4 separate regions of the Mus musculus genome follow, and regions 1, 3 and 4 are each linked to region 2. A link is a contact called in public HiChIP or PLAC-seq and promoter capture Hi-C data. All regions are on one chromosome and are shown on one strand. Each heading gives the region's core, a stretch centred on a gene start, on an enhancer-like site or on the middle of the called end of the contact. The rest is flanking DNA. Distances are from core to core; before and after follow the strand shown.

The links. Promoter capture Hi-C pulls out the DNA fragments that hold promoters and counts their contacts. HiChIP or PLAC-seq counts read pairs in DNA pulled down with a chosen protein or histone mark.
Region 1: a contact with region 2 is called in a promoter capture Hi-C map of maxillary cranial neural crest, with 16 times the contacts expected there. The contact joins the enhancer-like site here to the promoter of A330001L22Rik in region 2. A contact is called at or near these places in 6 of 39 promoter capture datasets (the 3T3-L1 cell line, the C10 cell line, cranial neural crest and 3 more) and 5 of 115 datasets of contacts at active chromatin or transcription factors (astrocytes, embryonic forebrain, embryonic stem cells and 2 more).
Region 3: an H3K4me3 HiChIP or PLAC-seq map of embryonic limb bud shows a contact between it and region 2, with 9 times the contacts expected there. The contact joins the enhancer-like site here to the promoter of A330001L22Rik in region 2. A contact is called at or near these places in 2 of 39 promoter capture datasets (cranial neural crest and hippocampal neurons), 6 of 115 datasets of contacts at active chromatin or transcription factors (the NIH/3T3 cell line, embryonic forebrain, embryonic hindbrain and 3 more) and 1 of 9 other capture datasets (embryonic trunk).
Region 4: a contact with region 2 is called in an H3K27ac HiChIP or PLAC-seq map of the NIH/3T3 cell line, with 17 times the contacts expected there. The contact joins the enhancer-like site here to the promoter of A330001L22Rik in region 2. A contact is called at or near these places in 8 of 39 promoter capture datasets (the 3T3-L1 cell line, the SN4741 cell line, cranial neural crest and 3 more), 7 of 115 datasets of contacts at active chromatin or transcription factors (the NIH/3T3 cell line, astrocytes, embryonic hindbrain and 4 more) and 1 of 9 other capture datasets (embryonic tail).

What each region holds. Positions count from the first base shown.
Region 1 is chr14:23,484,490-23,487,580 of GRCm38.p6, reverse strand. All of the region lies in intron 14 of Kcnma1 (potassium large conductance calcium-activated channel, subfamily M, alpha member 1), which reads left to right. Among named protein-coding and RNA genes, the nearest start is that of 5430425E15Rik, 24 kb to the left of the region's middle. Within about 2 kb of position 1,795, at least 3 of the 459 cell types and tissues checked have an H3K27ac peak or open chromatin away from gene starts, as enhancers often do.
Region 2 is chr14:21,988,004-21,990,960 of GRCm38.p6, reverse strand. A330001L22Rik (a long non-coding RNA gene) reads right to left here and starts at 1,486. Exons shown (of 2, transcript XR_001781181.2): 1 at 1-1,486. It overlaps Zfp503 (zinc finger protein 503), which reads left to right and starts at 1,360. Exons shown (of 3, transcript NM_145459.3): 1 at 1,360-1,936; 2 at 2,677-2,957.
Region 3 is chr14:22,994,321-22,997,158 of GRCm38.p6, reverse strand. The region is part of intron 6 of Lrmda (leucine rich melanocyte differentiation associated); the gene reads right to left. Among named protein-coding and RNA genes, the nearest start is that of Gm30783, 63 kb to the right of the region's middle. Within about 2 kb of position 1,453, at least 5 of the 459 cell types and tissues checked have an H3K27ac peak or open chromatin away from gene starts, as enhancers often do. A contact at or near this core is called in embryonic limb bud, where this site is marked.
Region 4 is chr14:23,113,489-23,116,515 of GRCm38.p6, reverse strand. No RefSeq gene overlaps it. Among named protein-coding and RNA genes, the nearest start is that of Gm10248, 20 kb to the right of the region's middle. Within about 2 kb of position 1,430, at least 52 of the 459 cell types and tissues checked have an H3K27ac peak or open chromatin away from gene starts, as enhancers often do. A contact at or near this core is called in the NIH/3T3 cell line, the SN4741 cell line and fibro-adipogenic progenitors, where this site is marked.

The DNA of each region.
Region 1 (3,091 bases), core at 546-3,045, 1.5 Mb before region 2:
GCTAAGATTACAGGATGTGCCAGCATCCCCAACAGGACACTATCTATTAAGGGGCAATTGATAATTCAATTGCTTCTCTGGGAAATTGTAGGACAATCAAGAAGAAACTAAGTCTAGAACATTTTCTGGGGCTCTGCTGGCTTCTTAGAGAGCAGATATCTCATGTCTCTCTGTTCTCTAGGAAAGATGTAGATATTCTTCTCTCCCTAGGGTAATAAGATTTCCATGTGGTAACATAGTAGAATTTAATTTAAAAAATTTCCATCACTCTGGCCCGTACAATCCATACACACAGGTCTCCTTCATTCTCTTGGCTTTGTCCATTTGTCAACTCTTCCAAGATGGTATTTTTTCTTGTTTATTTCTCTTTTCCTTCATTAAATGGAGGTACTGGGAAGCCAGAGCTACTTGCAGGGACCTTTGTAAATACATCTTGAATGCATTGATGTATGAATGTATGGATGTATGGATGGATGAATGAATGAATGAATGAATGAATGAATGGATTTCAGCTTAGCCTAGCCAGTCTGTGTTTTAGATAGCTGGGTGTGGGGCCCAGACTAACAGGGACTTACAATTTGGTATGATTTGGGTTCTGAAATGTCTTCCTCTGCTACTGTATGTGGTTCATTGGCCCAATTAAAGAGCTTCCTCTCAGCGTAGAAGCTTGAGATGCAAAGCTTTCTAATCTTGGCAAGGCTTGCAAAGAAGCTGCTTAGATTTGGTTAGAAACCATCTTGACTGCCAGAAAATATAGTCACTGTGTTGTTTAAATTCACAAATCAAAATAAACACCCTGAAATTGCAGTACATTTACTAAATCTCAGTATCCCATTTGGGCCAACACCATCATGTATCCTTTTTTCTTTTCCTTCCTACTTTAGTCTCTCTAGATCAGAGGCCTCGCCACAAGATGTTGCCCCCTCCAGCATCACCATCTCTGCCCACGATCTCTCATACCCAACTTAAAGTTGAATAGCTTCCATGCAAACTATTTCAAGTAAAGAGAGAAGGAAGCCATGAGCTATTAACAGGGATTCCATTCCCCTATGGCCTTGGTAATTTCTAGAACATTGAATTAAAGAGTTCTCAGACCTTTACAAATTCTCAAGGCAAACATTATTAGCAAAGAGAAGGCCGTGCAGCATGTAAGAAGATTGCCAGAAAATGTCACTGGAACTTCTGAATAAAATCAAGAAGATTCAGCTCGCTCTCCATCTTCCTCTACCCCCTCCCTCTAACACGATTAGAAAGTTATTTCATGTGTCTTATGTGCTCGGTCAGTCAAAGGCAAACCTACATGATTGATGGTGACAGGGAACACATTTAACTCATTACTCTTTACTTTGCAGCAAAATGATTTGTGTAAACTGTCTGCCTAGCATTAAAGGTAAAACAAACTTAGAAACCCCAAAATGTTATATTTTCATCTAATATTTTCCTTTTGGTTTTATAGCTGTAATCGCATATGGATTCTTTTATTTAGCTCTTGGCATCGACGGAACAAAGGGGAAGGCAGGGCAGAAAGATTACATAACACACACTGAGTCCATGCTCAGAGAGTGTGGAGCCACAAAAGCCACAACAGTCAAGACTTAATGTGACAACCCAGGAGAAACTGTGGCTCTCTCTGGCCCCTATCATCTGCCAGGATGTTGTCACTGATATGAAATGAAGACTGTCTCCTTGATCAAGCCTGTTGATATTAAACTGGGCCTTTTCAGAAACTATTAACAGATTGCATATGTTCCTATGTGCACCTAGACACCACAGGCTTCACCTGGCTTCCATGTTCTTCCAGCTGCCTCCTCCTCTCCTCCTCTTCCTGTTCTTTCTCCTCCTCCTCCTTCCACATCACTGTAATAATTCAAGCAAGAAACACAGAATATAACTTCAGATTCACTTAACTCTGCTGCTTAGTAGTACAGCCATACCATGCAAAGCAGTGAGGAAGAGTTTCAAACTTTCCGGCAACTACTCTGCTTGCAGGAGTACAGACCCAGGAGTTGCCATTGAATCAATATGATGGGTATTTTGTCTTGGACTTTAGATTATGTGAATCCGCTCAGTTTTCATAGCCCTTTTGGGGTTGTAAGTTTTACATTTTTTTCTTTAATTATCTATTTTCTTTCTTTTTTGGTTTTTAAATATGTTTGTGTGTGCATCTGATGGTCTGTGTTTTTAACTACATGCATACAGTGCCTGCAGAGGCTAGTTAGACAAAGGAGGGTATTAGATCTCCTGGAGTTGGCCTTACAAGTAGTTGTGAACTTCCCAATATGGGTGCTAGAAATGGCCCTTTGCAAGAGCATCGAGTGCTTTTAAACTCTGAGCAAGCCATCCCTCTAGGCAAGGCAAACATTTTTATTGAAATTAATTTTTATTTGACCAGAGAATAAGTATGCTTTTTTTAATGCACCTGGAAATTTTCATAAGGGCAAAGAAGCTACGATCTCTGACCAAAACAAAATGAATGGCATCTGTCATTCTTTGAGAGCAAGAAGTTACTAAAGATTCTTATTTTGGCCTGTCCAGGTGGTTGGGGATTGGTAGAGCCAGTTTACCACACGATGCTAGCTCATGGCTCTATCTACTGGTATATACTGCTTTCTCAACTTCAAACACTTCAAACTTTCATATACATTGATATCAATAGCTTCTAAAAACAGAACCTACTTTGTAATCTTTGCAAAGGTAGTACCCTAGATTTTCTATCAACTTGGTCAAAGTATTGCAGTATAAAAACTGAAATAGTTTTCCAAGCCAGAGAGACAGTATAGCATTTAAGAGAACATGCTGCTCTTACAGAGGACGTGGATTCAGTTTCTAGCACCTATATGAGGCAGCTCAGAACTTGTCTGTACCTCCAGTATCAGGGTATCAGATACCCTCTGTGGGCACTACACTTGGATGTGTATGTACAGGCTGGCATGCATGCACCCACACACATACACACATAAATACAACTTCAAAATAAGGTAGGAAACTCCTGTTCTTCCCCCTTTTCTATGTGATCCTTAGTGTGAAAATGACCCAGGAATGTATGTTTTCTGAGATTATGACACCTTCTCATATCAAATGATTTTCTGCT
Region 2 (2,957 bases), core at 237-2,736:
GAGGTGCGCAGGCTCAGATGCTGGTGCCTCCCCAAAGCCCGGGGAACGCAGACCCCCAGGCGCCCCCGTGCGCTCCGACCTTCGGAGTTGAGTTTTAACGCGGCAGTCGGAGCTCACGGAGCCCGGCGGCGCACACCGGTGAGCGCATGTAATCTACGTGGGACGAGAGCCATTCCACGATTCTACCAGTCTTGAAGAGCTGGGGTGGCCTCCCTTGAACTGCCCAGCGCAATGAGAAAACTACTGGAATTGGAGGAAAAGAGACAAACTGAGCCTAGAAACTGAACCCCCGGAGCGAAGAGGACACCCTAGGCCCGCGCTTGCTCCTGCTCTCCTCAGTTCTGTCCACAGCGTCAACTCTCACTCTCCAGGCCTATGAAAGAGGCCAATATGGCAGGTGGCCCAAGGCCTAGCTTCCTATGCTAGGACCACAGGAGCTGACCAGAGGGTGACACCTTTAGAGCCATACAGTGGGAGACACCGGCAGGCACTAACACCCCGCAGGCTGCAAGCAGCTTCAGAGACCTTACCCGGCAGAGTTTGGGGTTGCCATTCTGCCAAAACGTAAGCTGGACTTCTTACTCCAGAGATCATTCAGGCACCTTCACAAAGGTGCCTGTGATCTTGCCATAGTCTCACAAATTTACCTTTCTCAATTGTCGCAGGAGGATCACAAACAGCCAATGTTCTTAACACACACACACACACACACACACACACACACACACACACCAGCCCCAGCCGCTCTTCTTTCCAAATTACCATTAATCGAGTTACCATCCCATTAACTTTGCCAACCTAAGGAATCAAGGAATAAAATCAAAACTCTGTGAAAGAATACTTACGAGAAAATTATATAACTCACCCCCACCCCAGAAAGTTCTCGTTATCCGCGTGGACAGAAACAGAAGGGAAGGGGGACTGGGATGGTAGGAAAGAAATAGGCTGGCAAACAGAAGGAAAAGTCCCCTGAGCGTGCCCGGTTCAGCTCAGGGTGCGCGGTGGTCCGAACCCGGTCTCCAGGCTGGGCCCCCGCCCCTGCGCAGGGCGCAGATCGGCTCCTGGCTCCCAGCTCTCCCAGCCCCACCATTTATCAAAAGGACTTGACAACAAAAGAAGAGCTCTGCGGAAAAGTGGGGGGAGGGGAAATTCAAAGTCTCCCAAGTCCCTCCGAGCAAGGGGGTGTGTCCTCTTCTCACCCCCTTCTACTTTCTACGAGTTTCTGGGAGTAACCCCGGAGCGGACGTTATGGAAGTCGCCCAGCGGCACAGGAGTGCATACGCACTGTGCACCCAGATCCAGGTACAAGTCAGCATGCACAGCGCCTCCCCTCTTCTTTCCAAACAGCCCGAGCGACGGCGCAAATCGAGGGGAACGCCGAAGTCCCGCTCCGCTTCCCTGGAAGAACCGGTTTCCACAGGCAGCCGCCCCTCCCTCTCGCGTTCCTTCCCTCTCCTCTCCCCGCATAGGTCAGTCCTGTCTGGATGGTCTACATCATGCCGTCCAGCAGCCCGATTAAGTCCCGGCTCCCAGGACTGTCGGGATGGCCAGCGGAGGGTAGTGGCGAAGGACCCGGGAGAGGAGGAGAGCGAGCCTGAGACCTGTTTGCCTATGCACATGGTCAGGCCTCTTCTCTTGAGCTATTCAACTCTCGCTACGAACACGGGTCACAGAATTAAGGAGGTTTATTCTACAAGTAACCTCCAGAACTCGGGCTATATTTGATGGCATGGCTCTTTGGAAAGAAATTCCCGAGTCTGGGGTGGGAACACTACCGAGGTCGACAACTGGACATCCTCAAGTTACATTCCCGGGAGGGATTATGCCAGAGAGGCGGGAAACCTCCGCGTTAGACGTCGCCTCCAGCGTCGTTCTTAGGTACTCAGCAGACCCGAACTGGGCGACCCGGATTGACCGAAGCACCCAAAGGTAGAAGGTGTGTCTGTCTCCACAACCCCAAGAGGGAGTGAGCACATCCCAGGCCGGTGCTCCAGACTAGGAGTCCTGGGTGCACCTGCGCACTTTACTCTCACTATTTCATTTTCCTGACTGTGGACGCCCCTTTCCCCTCTTTCTTTTTCTTACACACCCTCCACACACACAAACACACACACAGGTGCCAGGAGGCTGCTGCTCTTTCCCCCTCCTTCAGTTTCTTCTCGGTCTCTTCCTTCCTCTGTCTCACTCTAGGTCTCTCTTTTTCCCTTCAAGTCTCACCCGCCTTGTAATCAGCAACAAAAGCTGACATAAATCACGGGCAGATTGACAAGAGCTGACAAATAACTGATTGATTGCGGTCGAGGCACATTGACAATTGATGGAGGGGTGGAGATGCCCAGAGAAACAGGGGGTGCGGGGGGGGGGGAGAGTAGCAAGACGAAAGCAAGAATGGGGGGGGGGCTGAAGTGTGAAACAGGGGAAACATGTGACCCCCCGCTCAAGCCCCAATCTGAGCGTCCTTCGGTGTCACGTGACCGGGAAGGGCGGAGAGCCCGGCGCACGTCGCGAGGACGAGCAGCCACCGCCTCCGTTGCCCTTCTAGCTTCTGGTTTCTCTGCTGCTGAACCTCTGGAAATCCAAGCGGGCGGGCAGACTTTCTGCAGCATCGACTTTCCTTACCCGGGTGGCCGCGCCACGCAAAATCTTAATTTCTGAAAAGATTTTTTTTGTATACAGGCTCCCACTCATCCCTGGAGTTGACTGTTCAGCAGGTATCCACATTACCGCCTGCGTTTCTTCTCCCGAAGTCTGTTAACACTCCCTCCCTCCAAAGGTTTCAGTTTGTTTTCCTGCTGGGAAAACGAAGAACGACGAAGAGAAAAAAGAAGGAAGGCGGTAGATGACAAACGTAGAATAAATGTCCATCTCGTCCGGGTAGCGAAATCGAGGGAGGGGACAAGCCGAGGGGCGGCGAAGAGGGAGCTGCCCATTAAAACCAGCTCTGAGATTCCTGGCGG
Region 3 (2,838 bases), core at 204-2,703, 1.0 Mb before region 2:
GATTAATTCAAACTGAAATGTCTAAAACAAAAGTAGAGTGTTCGGCACTTAGAAAAACATGCAGAAACGTAACGGCTCTGTCTAGTGATGGATGAATGTATAAGAGGCATCATATCCATGCAGTGGACTGCTCATCTCTAAGAATAAATGGGACAGTCATTCATACACTGTAACATGGATGGATGTTGAGAATGTCGCACTGAGTAAAAGATGCCAGTCATCTGAGACCACATTGAATGCTGCCATTTATGTGAGCTATTTAAAACAGACAATGAAGATGTGAGCAGTTGATACACTGGGGATTGAGGTACATGGAGAGGCTCATGGAAATGGGCTTTCTTATGGGCTGTGGTGTTAAAAATGTTCAAAGATGAGAAAATCCTGACACTTTTACAGCTCTGTTAAACATTCTGTCTGCTACTGAGCTGTTTCACTCTCAATGAGTGAATTTACTTGGACAAAAGTTACTTCTCAACAAACCTTTTTCTACAAAGAGAAATGGAAGAGTGATGCTTGGTGGGCTGTTAATGGCATCTTCCAGTCATCTGTGAGAAAGATGAGGACATGATGCTCCATGCATATGCTAATGCTGCTTCTTACTCTCCCCATTGGAGCACACAGCCTTTCAACAACTATTTCAGAGCCATCCAATTGGCTGCGTGTAGGGAACAACTTAGTTAATAGCTCACTATTTTTCTACTCACTGGAGAACCAGTCTCCCTAATCCCTAACCGAAGAAAGGCCAAGAGTTAGAAGAGGGCCATTTTTTGCTACAGGTTCTGATGAAGAAAACAACAACAGCAACAAATTAATTAATTAATTAATTAATTAAACAAGGATAAACTCTGACCCAGGAAGAAAAAGATATCCACTTATTTCCCCATTAAAACTCTTACAGGATTGTTGTTCTTGTTGTTGCTGTTGTTTTATCCTTCTATTTAAGAAAGTATTGTAACCAGTGTTATTATTAATTTTACTTTGCAAAGATTTACGTTACTAACATACATCTTTCTTCAACCTTGAGCACATGAAGAAGTTTTACAGGTGTGGAGGGGTAAATCCTTGGCCAGCTGACAAAAGCAGAGGACAACTGAAAGCAAACTCTAAAAGGCTCCATGTGCCAGGCAGGGGAGTCTTACCACAGGTGGCACCTGAACCTGGCTTGTGTTCTGTCACTTGACTCTTGAGGTCTACTCTGTCGGCACGTTTAATTTTTCAGCTGAACTGAAGGCTGAAGTTGAAGAAACCCCACCATTGCTGAGATCACAGCAGAGTCTCAGAGGACCTAGAGCTGCCACTCATGTAAGGAGCCCCTGAACACTGTATTTGACTGGAATTTATGAGCCGCCTTTGACGTTTGCTGATGCTGGTTGCAACCCCATGGCCTTGATTATTGTGAATGAAGCAAAGCCAAAGAAAACAGTGCTGAAGGCTGAGCCCAGGCCGAGTTATTCCTGGGGAGTCACACCCCAAGTTCACAACAGTGGTTCTGACTTACAAGACCTTTAAGCAGATTCTAGGAAATGCATAAATGCCCATGCAGGTCCCCCCGGGAGAAAAACTGGGGTGTTTTGGGAGAGGAAGGAAATGGGAGAAGGGGGAAAGGTGGCTCTCTGAAACTGCATTCTTAAATAATTTGTTCTGAATGCCCTCTAGTCATACACGTGAGAAATGACATGAAGGCCAAAGGGCTACAGTGCAGAGATAAAACAAGTTGAAGGTATTTAAAAGACTTGCCAAGCAAAAGTGCTCATCTGATAAAAATTTAGGCAGGAGGGATGCCAAAACCCAGGAGAGCCACGGCTGAGATGTGATGAGGTGATTGCTGCTCCAGCTGTCAGACTTGTCAATGATGTCAAGATGCCAGATTTTAACTCAAATGCGGTGTCAGCCTGAGAGCTGCCTCTACTTCCCTGCATGGTTTTCATTAAGAAAGCATGGAAACTTACGTCCAAGAATAGACATCCTATGTGGGGCCAGTTCAAGATGAAAGTATGTTGGTTTGTTTGTCTCTTCTACAAAATACAGACAAGGTAAAAAGACAATAATACAGATTAGCACCTCCTATTGCCACCTCGATGGGGTCAGCGGTGCTACCCTGGGATCTGCAGTGTGTGTATATTAGAAAACGTGATACAGGGAGACAGGAATTAAGTTAAGAAGGAAAGAATTTTTCACATCAGTTTTGAAGGTGCTCACATGGAAACAATGGCATAAGTTGGAGATCAACTTCCTCTCCTCCATATTTTGCAATATGAAGGCAGGTCATGACACAGTATTCAGTGTGTCATGAATACTGGTCTTCTAGTCCTAAGTGGATGGGGAAAACTCACACTGTGAGCCAGAACTGCTTCAGTCCTATTGCTTTAAAAAATTTGAGAAACATATAGGAAGAAAAGTAAGTGATATTCTAAAAGTAACAAACAAAGAAACAAACAAGGGCCATGAACGGGCATTTCCTGATAAAGAGGGTATCAAGGAGGCAGGTGATAGAAAAGACATTTTAAGGCCACCAACATAATTCTCATTAAATGTTTATTTATTTTCTTTCAAAACAGTAAGTCTCATATTAATTTGTTCATAACAAATTTGTTATGTAACCAGAAACCCACACAGCACCCCAACACTGGCATCTAATTCAACAGTAGTATAGATGTCGTTTTAGGACAGCATGAGAAGACACTATTACAATATCAAAGCCTTTCTACTCTCTCTGCCTTCCCCGTTTCAGTATGCTCTCACTTCCAGATGTAACATAATACATTCAGGTACTTGAAAAAAATGGCTTCTTTCCCATATGCAGATGCATCTGGGTCTGACAAATATTTAGATATCAAG
Region 4 (3,027 bases), core at 181-2,680, 1.1 Mb before region 2:
TTCTCTCCTGTGCCTACCCGTAACCTGCTCCTCAGCCTCCTCTCCGTGGACTCCCATCACCCTCAGCTCCATCCATCACAGCTGCAGCTCAGCCCGCTGATGTATTACACTAACATATCATTAGTGCAACGGCAGAGCAAGGAGCTCTGATGATGTATTGGGGCCATACATCATCAGAATGAGTCACTCTGATGATGTATAACTCAAAAGATGGTACTATCCAGGGAAATGTGGACATAGCATAAATCAGGGCCAATGTTAAAGAAGAAAACCCAGGACAGCCTTGGGAGAAAAATAAAGGTTCAGGGGTCTCCCGCAGTAGGGGTTGAGAGACAAAACTAGTAAATTCTTAACGGCTCAGATGGAAGCTTTCTGTTAGCAGAGGGTTTCTTAATGACCAAACCAGACCATCAGCATTCCCAGGTGGCACTTGCATTTCCCTCCCATCTGGAAGTCAGCTTGGCTTCTGCGTTCCTGCAAAGCCCCCTTGTCTTGATGGAGATCCAGTGTCCGTCAGATCAAAAGGAGAATATTGTGGGTCTGTGCTTCATCAGAATCCTCATGGATCTCCCATCTATAAGGTGGATTGGAAGGGCTTTGCTAACCACAATGGTTCAAACTGGCCTTCTTTCAGAGTCCTTGCCTTTAGCCACTGATAAATGAAATGAGTGGAGACTTGACAGTCTAGTATAACAAGCAAACCAGGGCAGCCCTAGATCCTAGAAGTTATACATTTTTAGTATACAGCGAAATAGTTTTACCTGTAAGTAAAAACAAAAACAAAAACATCTTTGCTTTGCTTTTCTCTATATAGCAAGAGAAAGAGAAAGAGTCAGTATATTGTTTCTCTAAAGCACAGATTAGATTTTCATGCTATCCACTATTAGATTGGACCAGAAATGATGACAATTGAGGTTGGGACTAAAATCCAACATATTTCAAGCTTTATTTCATCCACAGGGAGGAACACTATAGAAATACTGTCAGCCCTGCCTTCTCATCCTTGGGTTGAGGAATGCATAGCCAAGAGCATCAACCTCTTTGTAACCTTAAAAAGTGGTAGATAAAGAAGCCTTAGAAGAGGGAGTTGAGAGCCATAGGGCAGAGAGGGAGGTAAGACCACACGCAGGCACACTGGGGAAAAATTAACATTTGGGTTTAATGCTTTATTTAATGTCAAACTGTCAGCTTGAGATCTGAGGCCCATGCATACGGATTCTGTCCTTCGACCCATACAAAATAAAATCAAAATCAAAGCCTAGGTGCTTCAGGACTGGAGAATATCAGAGCTCAGCCCTTGGCATCTGGGATCCATTATAGACAAGAAGTCTTCCTCTGTGGGTTCCTTTCCCTGGTCCCCACCCACACTCCAGCAAGGGAGGGGCCAGACAGTGAAGACTTCCTTTGCCAGTGCTGGTGCTGTTGCTGTGACTCATTGCCTTTGTTTATTGCAAGCTCTACAGCGGACTTTGTACTTTAGCTGAGCCCAATCAGAGGGCCCTCCTGGCAGGGTACGAAAGGGCCAGAGTCCTCCATAAGGCACACTGGCACCCTGTCCCTCTCTATGAGGAGTTGAGGGGGAAGTGCTTCACCACCCGAGCAGCAGTTAAGAGAACAAAATGCATTTTTTTTTTATTGTTCACAAATACTTACACCTTCAAAGGCTTTTAAAAGTTGAAACAAAACAGATCTTGCCTCTGTTCTTTATTTATTTTTTGGTGGGGTCTAGGCAGGAGAGGAGAATGAAAGAAAGGAGAAAGCCAGCACATTCCTTGGGTGGTGTTTATAAATGAACAAGACCTGAGAGGGATCCCATAATGCCTTGCGGTTGTCACCTACATCTGCCTGTATGATCTCCCTCTGGCTGTGCTGTGCAGAAGTGTCAGGTCTGGGACATAAGTCATTACAGACCATGGCTGTATGAAAAGGAAGTGGCTACAGACAAGTTCCTACAGGCTAATACAACTCAGTGGTCAACCATAAGAAAACAGACAACTGTGGAGAATATGCCAGAATTATACCAACTAGCACCAATCAACTTAATTGAAAGAAATCTTGGGTCAAGCTGCATAGAGGAACAACCATGCAAAGATCTTGGAGATTTGGCCCACTAGGCTTGCAGCTGAGGTGCATTCTCTGGGTTTGATTTGTTAGACCTGCCAGGCTGCAGAGGCAGCCACAGGTTCCGTGCTCACCCCATCAGTCATCTTTCAGCACGTGGCATATATGGTAACCATTCAATATTTTTAACACCATGGTGTTTTTCTGCATCCTGTGTTCAGGTGAGGAAACTGAGGCTGGCACTGATGCTGTGTCTCCTGCAGGCTTATAACCAGGAAGTAGCAGATTGGATTTTAACTCAGTTTCCTTTGGCATCTAAGACCACAGTTTAGTGTAACATGCATGGAGGCCTTAGATGTCTCCACTACTTTGCTTTCCTAGCATACAAGGTAATGATATGTTCATACATATACATCATTACACTATGCTCATACTTACTACTCTGTCTTCAACACCCCAATAGATTCACCCCCTCCTTTCAAATAGCACACACACACACACACACACACACACACACACACACCTTCCACATATGAGAAATAAATGCAGTCTTTCTTCGCTTGCTCATTTGCCAAATGCTTGTTCTAGGGGAAAAGTCCAAGTTTTCCAGAGACCACATCTAAACAAACAAACAAACAAACAAAGGAAGTTTGGAATGATAATTACTTCATTATTTTCTTTTAATACTGCTTTTAGAGTTGGTTTTCTAAATCTATGGATGTAATGAACCATGGGTTGAACATATTTGGAAAAGGAGTTGTGAGTTGTGTCTCTACTGTATACTTATTGCCTTTTTTATCCGTTTTATTTTTATTTTATTTTATTGCTATGTTGTTTGCCTAGGTTATAGGCTAACACTAAGGTAGTCTGCATATCTGAGACTTGAAAACTCATGGATGGTAATATCCATAAAGGGGGGGGGTTAGAACAAGCTCTCCTTGGATATAAAATGATGAATGTTTTTTG